3 separate regions of the Triticum aestivum genome follow, and regions 1 and 3 are each linked to region 2. Evidence: chromatin contacts called from public Hi-C data. All regions are on one chromosome and are shown on one strand. Each heading gives the region's core, a stretch centred on a gene start, on an enhancer-like site or on the middle of the called end of the contact. The rest is flanking DNA. Distances are from core to core; before and after follow the strand shown. Region 1 has its middle 12 kb from the start of LOC123077887. Region 2 holds the start of LOC123077889 (cyclin-A1-2). Region 3 holds the start of LOC123077890 (serine/threonine-protein kinase RHS3).

Evidence for each region. Hi-C and Micro-C count contacts between places; a contact is called where the count stands out from the background.
Region 1: a contact with region 2 is called in a Hi-C map of leaf, with 4 times the contacts expected there. The contact joins the enhancer-like site here to the promoter of LOC123077889 in region 2. A contact is called at or near these places in 2 of 5 Hi-C or Micro-C datasets (both in leaf).
Region 3: a contact with region 2 is called in a Hi-C map of leaf, with 7 times the contacts expected there. The contact joins the promoter of LOC123077890 here to the promoter of LOC123077889 in region 2. A contact is called at or near these places in 2 of 5 Hi-C or Micro-C datasets (both in leaf).

What each region holds. Positions count from the first base shown.
Region 1 is chr3D:136,552,963-136,556,730 of IWGSC CS RefSeq v2.1, reverse strand. No RefSeq gene overlaps it. Among protein-coding and RNA genes, the nearest start is that of LOC123077887, 12 kb to the right of the region's middle. Within about 2 kb of position 1,545, at least 6 of the 8 cell types and tissues checked have an H3K27ac peak or open chromatin away from gene starts, as enhancers often do. A contact at or near this core is called in leaf, where this site is marked.
Region 2 is chr3D:136,764,324-136,768,382 of IWGSC CS RefSeq v2.1, reverse strand. LOC123077889 (cyclin-A1-2) reads left to right here and starts at 2,008. Exons shown (of 11, transcript XM_044500246.1): 1 at 2,008-2,426; 2 at 3,276-3,675; 3 at 3,786-3,919. The coding sequence starts at 2,199.
Region 3 is chr3D:136,896,442-136,900,180 of IWGSC CS RefSeq v2.1, reverse strand. LOC123077890 (serine/threonine-protein kinase RHS3) reads right to left here and starts at 1,541. Exons shown (of 3, transcript XM_044500247.1): 1 at 1,259-1,541; 2 at 1-333. The coding sequence starts at 327.

The DNA.
Region 1 (3,768 bases), core at 296-2,795, 210 kb after region 2:
ACCCTTTTCTCAAGAAAGAGGCATATGTTTGCCATCTCTAGCACACACCAACACTGTGCATGGTTTACTTGTCCAACTTTAAGACTTCACCTCTGATATTCAACAAAGATGACCAAGATAGTTATCCTAAAGCTTGACTGGATTGATGCAAAAAAGGAATCTATATCTGCCCACATAATTTTTACTATTTTTTTGCCAGAAAATCAAAGTTTGATCTTCTTTATATTATATTAAACAACATAGTCTTACCCTTAGTGGCCCTTACCTCAGCATTTGAGTGTGCATTCGCAACAAGTTACTTCTTGAAGCTGCGGTGTGCTCCTTTGCTAGGCTCCAGATTGATTGGTCCGCCAGGAAGCAATTGCATGCTGGCCACATTGCAAAGGAATTAAAAACACATCATGGTGGCTTGTTGTGTGGCACAAATGACTCAAGCATAACTTGCTGGATTTGAACAGGATAAACAAACAGTCGCTGGATTTGAGAAATGGTATTTGTTGGTTGGGGTGCTATCACTGAGCTGGTCTGGTCTTGCAACCTGGCTCGTAATAAAGGAGGTGACAGCAAATTGGGGTTGGCATGTGCCAAGTGGGCTCATATTGCTATTATCCAACACCAGAGGAGGGCCTACATATTTTGAATTCTTTTCTTTTGGGAATAGCTGGCTTTATTTGGACCGAGTTGGCTATTATGGCCAACAAAACAGGTCCCTGTTTTTTCAGTCAATGCTTCACTAAAACTAAAAAATGCATGATAAATATATTTGGTTTGTCACAGATACCGTAGCAATGATCTACTACTCTACGGGCTTGTCGATCGATTATTGGCTGTTGGTCTGTTAAAGATGTACTCCCTCTGTATCAAAATATAAGATGTTTTCTGATACAAAGGTTTATAAAAAACGTTTTATATTTTGATACGGAGAGAGTGCAAAATACGCCACTTGGCTCGTTGCCCACACCAAAATACATGGTCGCCTGGGAGTTATACCAGAAAAACCAAAGCTAAAAGAGATGGACAAGATCAGTTCCCCGAAACAATGAGGTCACTGTGTGTTCATGGCGTACATCCGACGTGGCGAAATCCTTTCATCGCTGGCCTAGCGAAATGCTGGTGGTCACTTGCGAAATGAGGGAGGAGCTGTCATGCTGGTAGAGGTACCACTCATGCCAGCACGTTGGAGTGCTGCCCCTGCATTGGGTTTTAATTAGTTAGCGAGCCGCGAGAAGATTCCAAGCCCCAAACATTATAAAAATAACCAGCGGATCGGCCGGATTTTTCTTAATTTTGTCTAATCTGCCTCTCAGCGACAGAAAATGGATTAGCTAGCTGTACTGGCTTCGGTTCTTCATCAGACTTATGGTTTTTAATCATGCTGTCTTTCTCCGAGGATGAGCGCTGCGATTGACCGGAGGCGTTGCTTCTTTGAGGAGCTCACGGTACCGTCCCCGGGATGGGCCCACGGGCGAGCAAGTGTGGGCCACACGCAAGGCTGCCAAGTGGTGTGACCTGGCCGTGCTTGATCTCTTGTGGAGCGAGGGTGTGCGGCGTGTCATGGTGCTCCACGTCTCCTGTGGGAGTAGGTTTGTATGGAGGTAGGATGATTCGATAGATGTGGACGCTATTTCACTACTCTAGTGATGGAAAATGACCTGTCTAGAAATGAGATCGCGACTTGGAATATTCAAGAGAATATCTATTTATTTATTTATTTTAGTTTGTTCTTTTATTCTCATGAAATGAATTGTAGGAATTGGTGTGTTCTTTTAGACTACTCTCTCCATTCTAATTATAGTATGTACTTTGTTTTATCTTTCACTAAGATAATCATTTTCGCCAAGATTTTCTTTGTTGTACATAACACAATTTTTAGCACTAGATTTGTTTTCAGAAATACTTATTTGACACCTGAAATTCCATGTCACGTCTTGGCTCAACCCAACTTCCATGCCATCTCCCAGGCGACCTAGTGACGGTATCTCGGCTAAGGGGCCTCTGGCCGCATCCGGCTAGACGTAGGCGTGGTGCATACTGCTGGCCATGATGACACGAGGTGAGGCAGCGGTGGTACAACCGACCAGGTCCTCAAGTGATCCGGGTGTTGGTGGCCAGGGCGGCAATGCGGGGCTTCAACGACGCAATACTCTGACAAGTGGCAGAGGAAGAGACATGCGACAGACGGAGACGATGCAATCGAGCTGGGGAGCTACATGTTGGTGCTTTAGGGACGCACCTCACCTCGGTCCGATTCGTGCAGTAATCGTTGTCCTTCGATTTAGGGGGTGACGATTTTGCTTGGGCGAGCAATGGATGAAAGTCAAGGTGGCTCCCCGAAAGGGGTGAAGGCAGTCTCGAAATGGTGTGGCAGGTCTTTGAGACTCCAGAGCGTCATCCCCCAGTTATGGCGGTCTTCGGAGCTTCATAACTAGTGAATGGTGCAGGGGTCTTGATGCACGTTTTACATATGCCGAAGTCGAGGGGTGGGAATCCTGCTCCTCCAATAATAGTTTTGATTTCTCTCTCCTTTTTGTGGCGGAATTGCCTCTAGTGTTATAGTTCGGTGCTTTCGTGAGGCATCTTATGTGCTCCTTTAGTAGCCTTCCGGGGTTTTTGAAGGAAATATGCCCTAGAGGCAATAATAAAGTTGTTATTTACATTTCCTTGTATCATGATAAATGTTTATTATTCATGCTAGAATTGTATTAACCGAAAACTTAGTACATGTGTGAATACATAGACAAACAGAGTGTCTCTAGTATGCCTCTACTAGACCAGCTCATTAATCAAAGATGGTTAAGTTTCCTGACCATAGACATGTGTTGTCATTTGATGAACGGGATCACATCATTAGAGAATGATGTGATGGACAAGACCCATCCGTTAGCTTAGCATAAATGATCGTTTAGTTTATTGTTATTGCTTTCATCATGACTTATGCATGTTCCTCTGACTATGAGATTATGCAACTCCCAAATACCGGAGGAACACCTTGTGTGCTATCAAACGTCACAACGTAACTGGGTGATTATAAATATGCTCTACAGGTGTCTCCGATGGTGTTTGTTGAGTTGGCATAGATCGAGATTAGGATTTGTCACTCCGTGTATCGGAGAGGTATCTCTGGGCCCTCTCAGTAATGCTCATCACTATAAGCCTTGCAAGCAATATGACTAATGAGTTAGTTGCGGGATGATGCATTACGGAACGAGTAAAGAGACTTTCCGGTAACGAGATTGAACTAGGTATGATGATACCGACGATCGAATCCCGGGCAAGTAACATACCGATGACAAAGGGAACAACGTATGTTGTTATGCGGTTTGACCGATAAAGATCTTTGTAGAATATGTAGGAGCCAATATGAGCATCCCGGTTCCGCTACTGGTTATTGACCGGAGATGTGTCTCAGTCATATCTACATAGTTCTCGAACCCGTAGGGTCCGCACGCTTAATGTTCGATGACGATTTATATTATGAGTTATGTGATTTGATGACCGAAGTTTGTTCGGAGTCCTGGATGAGATCACGGACATGACGAGGAGTCTCTAAATGGTCGAGATATAAAGATTGATATATTGGACGATGATGTTCGGACAACGGATGAGCTCCGGGAGGTACCGGATAAATATCGGAGTGCCGGGTTATCGGAACCCCTCGGGGGAACTAATGGGCCTTCATGAGCCTTAGTGGGGAGAGAGAAGGGCCACAAGGGGTTTGCCCCCCCCCCCCGCTTTGGGTCCGAACTGGACTAGGGGAAGGGGGCGGCA
Region 2 (4,059 bases), core at 759-3,258:
CATCTCCCCCGCGTGGCTCCCCTCACAAATCCGACAACCTCCTTGATGCCGGTCACAATCCACCACCAATTGTAGCAAAACCGTGCTCACATAAAGCAATAGAAGAACGACATCCCATCCGCGAATGATCCATCAGCCACCGGTCAGGATGGACGTGACGGCATGACCCGAGCGACCTGGACAGGCGCCGGACCAACAGTTCCTGGCTGGCCCCAAAGCACATGTAGGCGGGGCATCTACGTACCACACTCCACTTTTCAAACTCAAAGTTCAAACTCAGAGGATCCATCACCAGTGGACGGGCGCTCCTCTCCGTTTGCATGCCTTGTGCAGACTCTCGCTCTGTCTCGGGGCACCGGCTGGTTCCACCTCCACGGTGTGCAACCGTACACGACCAACGGCGACAGGGTTGGTCTCACTCTCACCTGCAGCGCGAGATGCCGAGGGAGTGAGTGCGAATAAAAAGTGTCGGGATCGAGCTCGCTGGTCAAACCACACGATGTGGCTAATTTGAATCGCTTCTCTGTATTTGCAGCATCACTGCGGCTAATGAGCCGGCCATGTTGAAGTGCAGCCACGTTTGCTCCCGCTTGACTTAGCCGTGAATGCTAAGTACGGGCCGGCATGACTGAACGGTCACTGACAGCAACGGCATCAGCATTAGCTTCCGGATCCAAAAATGGCACGGACCTACCTGCTAGCCCGGAGGCAGCATCAGTAGTTCAGCAGACAGATGCGGGCCCCACTCCTACCTTGCCTACTGTGACGTTACCGTAGTGCCTAGTCCATACAGTGGCTTTTCGCCCGCACAGCACACTCCGAGATCTTTGCATGCTTTCCAGCCCTACTAGGACAGAACTCGGACTACCGGTTCGAAAAAATTTAAAACCCAAAGCCCTCCGTCCAGAGTCCAGAGCCCCGCTGGTGGCACGTGCGGTTTGCGGCCCGTTGGTGGCCGGTGAGGAGGAGGGCAGCGCGCATCAGCGTTTCAAAGTTCAAACCGCGAGGAGAAGCAAAGCCGACGGACGGGGCCCACCCGCTCCCCCCTGACCTCGAGCGCACGCACGCTCCCCCAGGATGCATGCCGTTGCCGTCCTGACGGACGGACGCGATCTGTTGGAGGTTCAAACACGCCAGTTTCCCTCCACTACACTAGACACTAATCCCGTAATTAGTTATCGCTGCTTGAAGAAATAATAAAGAAAATGTGGAAGGGCGCTTTTCTTTCTTCTTTGGATTTGGATGGACGCGTTGGATATCATGCCACGTACTAGTACTAGGAGGAGTGTTGTGCATCGAGCGCTTCCCTATATTGCACCGTGACAAAAGGAGCCCCCCACCCCAACCCCACCGCACGCAGATTTCAAATTTCGAAATTTGAATGGGAGAGCCGTGGGGCAATCTGTAACGGCAATAAACACATGCATGGCAGCAGCGGCCTTGGTTCTCTAACTCACGCAGTACAGTAGTACTAGTAGTTTCAAAAGAAGAACTCTGCTGTGACACAATCTGGCCTGAACTAATCCGCGCGACATTTTCCGATGTGCAATTTTTGTATGAATAGAGCTAAACTATATAGTACTACGATTTCTTAGATAATATAGTAATGCTATTTTCTCTTGCTAAAGTGAATCTCACTTCACGTCCCTAAGTAACTACCACTACAGTGTAAGTTTAATCCAGGCTACATTTTTTCCGTTGGCACTCCGCCCAACAAACTTAAAATCCTCCCCACAAAAAAAAACTTAAAATCCTAGTACTGAGGTACATGTCAGAGGCATTGGAGTTTGCAGTGATTGATTGTATGAACCTTGTGATTGAGTAATACATTATTTCACCCGAAAAGAAAAAAGAAGTCCGTGTCAAGTCCAGTATAGAGGGCAGTTTGAATTTTAAGCGATTAGTTAATTGGCAGCCTAAATAGGCAAGTAGCCCCCAGGCAGGAAACTATTTTGAAAGGACAGGGTGTTTTTCCTAATATAGCCACCCCCTTCCCCCCACCTCTTCTTCTCCCCCCGTCGCCCTCCCCAAACCCCAGGGCTCTGTCTGTCGTGCCGGGACACCAAACCCTCGCCACTCCCCTCCCCCGCTCCGCTGCCCCCCTACAAATCCCACCCGAGGTCCACGGAGTGCTCCGCGAGGTCGGTGGTTGTGTGGTGGCAGCGAGCGACCTCCCCCGCCCTCACGCCCGCGCCCCGATGTCGAGCAACTCCGCCGCCCCCCGCCGCTTCTCGTCGGCGATGTCGACCTCGACGGCGAAGCGCCCGGCCGTGCCGGAGGGCGCCAGGGCGGCGGCGGGCCCCGCGGCCGCGCAGCAGCAGGCCAAGAAGCGCGTGGCGCTCGGCAACCTCACCACCAACGTCGCCGCGGCGGCCGCGGGCAGGGCCGGCTGCGGGAAGATCGCGGTCGTCACGACGGGCAATGCGGTACGGATCCGAACCCCTGAGGGATTGCCTTTTTTGTTTGTTTGTTGTTGTGGGATGAAATGGTTGCCGTCTGGGGTTGAGATCGTGGGCCGGTTTAATTTGAATTTTGAATGGCTATGGTTGGAACCCCTGTAGAGGGCACGAGCGCAGGTTGCAGTCGCTCCTGCTGTTGCTTCTGCCCATGGGGCTCTACGGATGGATCAAGTGCATTGCCCTGTTCCTCGGATAGGAAAATCCTCGATGCGGAGATTTGGATGTGTTGTCCATCCTTCGGGGCGATATGTCAAACGTTTAGTAGTTTCTCTGGTATCAGAGGACATACTGCGATTTATTGCCTCTTGTACCCAATCAGCAGCGTGTTTTGTGCTCTTGAAACTACAATGTTTCTGGGTTGATTTTGGCTTGTGATGTTTTCCATTTCATGGATTTCTCATCTTCCACTTTTCCTAAAATTGATTTTGCTTTGTATTGTTTTCCATTTCTGGGACATACTCTGCGATTGCTAATCTTCCACTTTTCCCAAATTTTGATGCCTCTTTTCTGTGCGTTTCTGGCTGCTATGTCCACTCAATTTTGCGCCTTTACCAGTACTGCTCTTTCTGTTGCGGATCATATTTCAGGAGTTTGGCTCATGTTCTGGCAAGAATTCTTGCTGAGCGTTTATGGTTAAAATCTTACACTGCCCTAGAACAGTTTAGCATAAAGTTACTCTGGAATTTTCTAATATCATACTAGTATTATCCATGTTTGTTATTTGTACAATTTGTAATTCAAACTGTGCTTACTGATGCATGCGTGAGAGCAAGAGATTTGGAATCGGTTATTTACCTTTTCTAGTTTGTAATGCAGAGGTTGAATTCAGCTACCTCAGCTGCACCTGTGAAGAAGGGAGCTTTGCCAAGTGCTCGGAATGCAAGCGCAAATCGTGGCTCGGCTGTGAAATCGGCTTTCACCAAGCCAGCTCCTGTCACATCTCGCCATGAGAGCTCCGTACAGAAGGAGAGTGTTCCTCCTCGTAAGGTGCCTACTGTGGTGCCGATTGCCGTGCCTGCCGTTATACCCTTCAGCAGCTTCGTGTCTCCTGGACATTCAGGAGATTCGATTTCCACTGACGAGACTATGTCGAGTTGCGATTCTATGAAGAGCCCCGATTTCGAGTACATTGACAACGGTGACTCCTCATTGCTCGATTCTCTACAGCGACGGGCAAATGAAAACCTGCGCATTTCAGATGATAGAACTGTGGAAGGTTTGTTTTCCTTTCTGAACATTGACAGTTATGTCTAGGGCGTGTCCTCTTATAGTGTACTCTTTTGTTAGACCTTTTGTCATTAATGTAGTGCCTTTCTTCTTTCGCAGGAGCTAAGTGGAAGAAGGATGCTGCTGCCCCAATGGAAATTGACAACGTTTGTGACGTTGATGATAACTACGAGGATCCACAGCTGTGTGCTACTCTTGCTTCTGATATCTATATGCACTTGCGAGAGGCTGAGGTGCGCATTCTTTTCTTCAGCATCTTCTTTCAGCCTGCTCCTTCAAATGTTTAGATCAGAACAGATTAGTATATCTTCTACATTACATGATGACATGATTATTGGACTTAAAAACCTTCTTCAGTTTGCGCATGTTTCTT
Region 3 (3,739 bases), core at 292-2,791, 130 kb before region 2:
TCCTTTGTCAGCAAAATCTTCTTTCTTGGGACGTGGTTTCTTATCGGAAGGGATCTGCGAGTGTGCAGCCTGTTTGGATGCTGTGGATGGATTGGCTGAGACACCTGGTTGATTCCGGTCTAAGGCGCCATTGAACGCTGTATTTCCACGAGTGCTGAAGTCCATTGGGATCTGCGAGTGTGCAGCTGGTTTGGATGCTGTGGATGGATTGGCAGATACACCTGATTGATTCCGGTCTAAGGTGCCATTGAACGCGGTATTTCCACGGGTGTTAAAATCCATTTTGTCATTCGCGGTGTCCAGTTTGTTGTATGACCTGGAGTTCATCTGAAACTTCACAAAATAGTTCATTATTACAGTAAGAATGTGCAATAGTAGAATCATTTAACTCTAGAAGTAGAATTTGGAAGACCAAATGGTGCATTATAATTCCAAACAAAACAACACCTTCACAATGATCATGATAAGAGGCATTAATCAACTTCCCAGGAAGAAATAAAAAAAACTGAAGAACTTTTTGCTGTCATAACCATTGCTAATTCTGTATTCCTGGTTATATAGCCTTCTTATATGATACATCATTTTGAAGAAATATTACATTGTTTCAGTCGACAATGTCTAAAATAGTAATAATGCATTATTTTACGTAATAATAATGGATTTGTACAAGAATGAAAATACAATTGTATTGATCATTATATTAACATTGTTACCTTAATAAGTTGTGTATATACACCACAGTTCTCAAACTATCACATATGCCATTTTAAAATAAATTTAGTACATAAATATGCATATCCATGAATATGCAAGAAGTGTAATTTGGAGGCAGAACATGCACATACAGACAAGTTGACTATATGAAGTCATGTATCTCAGACTCCTAGCTCAGAAGTTACACAACTGTCACGGACAGGCATACAGATGTACAATACAATTATAAAATCCGTGATCCGTTCTCTGAAATAGCAAAGGCCTAGCTGAGAACTTTCTCTGAACATAACAACGCTGTGTCAAACTAGCATGTGAGCGTGTCTGATCATGTATGCAAGCACCGAACAATCGCGAAGGAACATACTCAAAACCAATCAAATTGAAGCGCCAAACCAAGCAGACATGTCGTTCACACCTTGCATTTTGCAACGCATTGGAATTAAAAAAAAAACTCCGGTTTAATCCGGAATTTACTGATATATCTAGCACATTGGAACAGGCTAGCAGGGGTGACCGATCGCCGGGGGAAGAGGCACAAACAAACCTGGAGTGGATCAGGTGAGGCGGACCAAGCCCCGGCGGCCCCCGCAAACGCCACGGCAAGGCACCGTCTGGAAAGGGGGCAGACGCGAGGTCACCCTCCCATGGGCGGGGAGGCGGCGACGGTGGAGGTGGTTGTTTCGCGGGGAGGCGACGGGGCGTGGAGGAGGCTGGGGTGGGACGGGGAAGGCGCGCGGGAATGGGTGGAGAGGAGGCATTGCTAAATTTAACAAGGAGCACGCGCAGGCGCAGGCGCAGGCGCGGCGGAAGTGGGAGGCGGTGGAGAGAGGAGGGGGAGGAAGGGGTTGAAAGAGGTGACGGCCGGGGCGGCGTTTCCCAAGGCGGGCCGGACTGTGGAAGACGAGCCGGCATTTGGAACGATGTGGTGTGGTTGCGTGATTTTGAGGTTTGGAAATAAACTGGGAAAACGACATGTCTCAATTTTTTTTTCTGTTTTTTTCAAAGCGGGCTATAGCATCTGCAGCAGTCTCCCAAAAGATCTCTCCCTATTCAGGTGTGCCCTTGTAGCAGTTTCACTGTAAACCTTGCCCTTGCACCCTGGCATATGAGCCCCATATGTCAGTGACTAATTTCTCCTCTTTTTCTCTCTTGCATCCATGTTAGACATCCACGGAGCTCCGGCGACCCGCGGCACCGCGGTTGCGGGAAACGGTGAGGCAGCGGTGGTACGGTGAGGCGACGGGACAGGATGCAGCGGCAGCGTGACGGGGCATTTGTTTGGCGATCAATGAAGGCGGCGCGTCGGGGTGGCAAGTTTTTTTAGAGAGTTGCAACTCTCCCTCTATTTGAGGAGAGATCGGGTGTTTCTTTCTGGGAGACCAAATTTTTCTGGGAGAATAAGGAGACTGTTGAGTATAATGTTTATTAGAAAGTATATGATAGACTAGGATTTGTTCCTACCTTCTCTTGTACTCCAAGATGACCATGTACTCATATATATATATATATATATATATATATATATATATATATATATATATATATAGTGTGTGCGTGTGTCCATGAGGCTCAAGCAATAAAACAACTATTCCACCAAATCCCCCTTTCCCTTCTAACATGGTATCATCCTAATCCCGATCCAAAACCCTAGCCGTCACCACCGCTTCCGCATCGCGCCGCCCCCGGGACGGTCGATCTCCATGATCGCCATCGGGGGCCGCGCCGCCCGTACCTAGGGTTCGTCCGCCGGTCGTGTTGACCGGTTGTCCTAGAGAGTCTTTTTCCTAATCCATTGATTGGGGGTTTTTCTCTCGCAGATCGATTGATCGGCGTTATTTTTCTTTGGTTTTCCGATCTCAGATGGGTTTGGGTCGCCCATTGCCGTCCGTCGTCTACAACGCGCGTCTACTCCAACGACATCTTCATCATCTTCGACTGGATCAATTGCGGGCGCGACGCCCAGATTTTACGCATGACGCGCGTCCGATGTGCTAAGGACGTCGGCCGCTCGCGCGGTTCTACGCTAGCCGCTCGTCCTCGCCTCGTGCCCCGCGAGCGTGGTTTCCTGCTCAAGCGTCCGCATCGGCCCATCGTTCAACACTGCGCGTGGCCGTGTCCCTACGTGCATGTGCTTGTGCTGCCCCTTGATCCACACAGGGCATGTTGGCTGCTCGTACCTGCTACATCCAGTACGGCGAAGGTGAAGGCTCTCCGTCTGCTTGCACTTGTACATCTCAGCCCCCACAGCTCCTGGGCGTCCGGTTGCGAGCCGCTGCATTGTCCGGCCTCGCGGACGCAGGCCACCGAATTTCATGAAGATCGTCCGTACGCGTCTCTTCACCGAGCGAGCAACATGATACAACTGTGTCGTCCCTTCGGACCGCAGCGTTGCCTGGTTCTCCCTGTGGCTGCATCGATCTGCGCCGCCGCTGCGTCGCTCCTTCGGGCCGTAGCGCCGCGGTTCGTGGTCCCCGCCGCCACCCTGAGGTCGTTCCCGTGGTTGCACCAACTCGCGTGCTGCCGCTGTGCCGCCCCTTCGGGCCGTAGTGCCGCGGCCGGCGGTCAACCGCTGCACTGAGGCCCGCTCCAGGCCGTCCCCGAGGCTGCACCGACCCTCGCGCTGCCGCTACGTCGCCCCATCGGGCCGTAGCGAGCGTGGCACGCGATCCCTGTAACCCCGAAGGTCTTCCCCGTCGTCGCCTCAACCTGCCCACCGCCGTTGTGTCGCCCCTCCAGGTCGTAGCGGTGCGGCCCACGGTCCACCGCCGTCCCCGCGCGTTGACTTTCCATGGTATGCACCGCGCCGCCTCCCTTGGCGCGGGAACGCCACCGTCCGCGCCGGTCCTCGTCACGCTGTCGGGTTCTTCCTCGCCTACTTCGAGTACCGTCGTCGTGCTTCTGACCTAGCCGCCGCCGCTCTTCTTCCTGGTCCACGGCCTACCTCGACACCGGCCACCCCGACTCGACATCGACCACGGCGTCCCTCGCACGGCTACCTCGACCACGGCTACACCACCCACGCTCT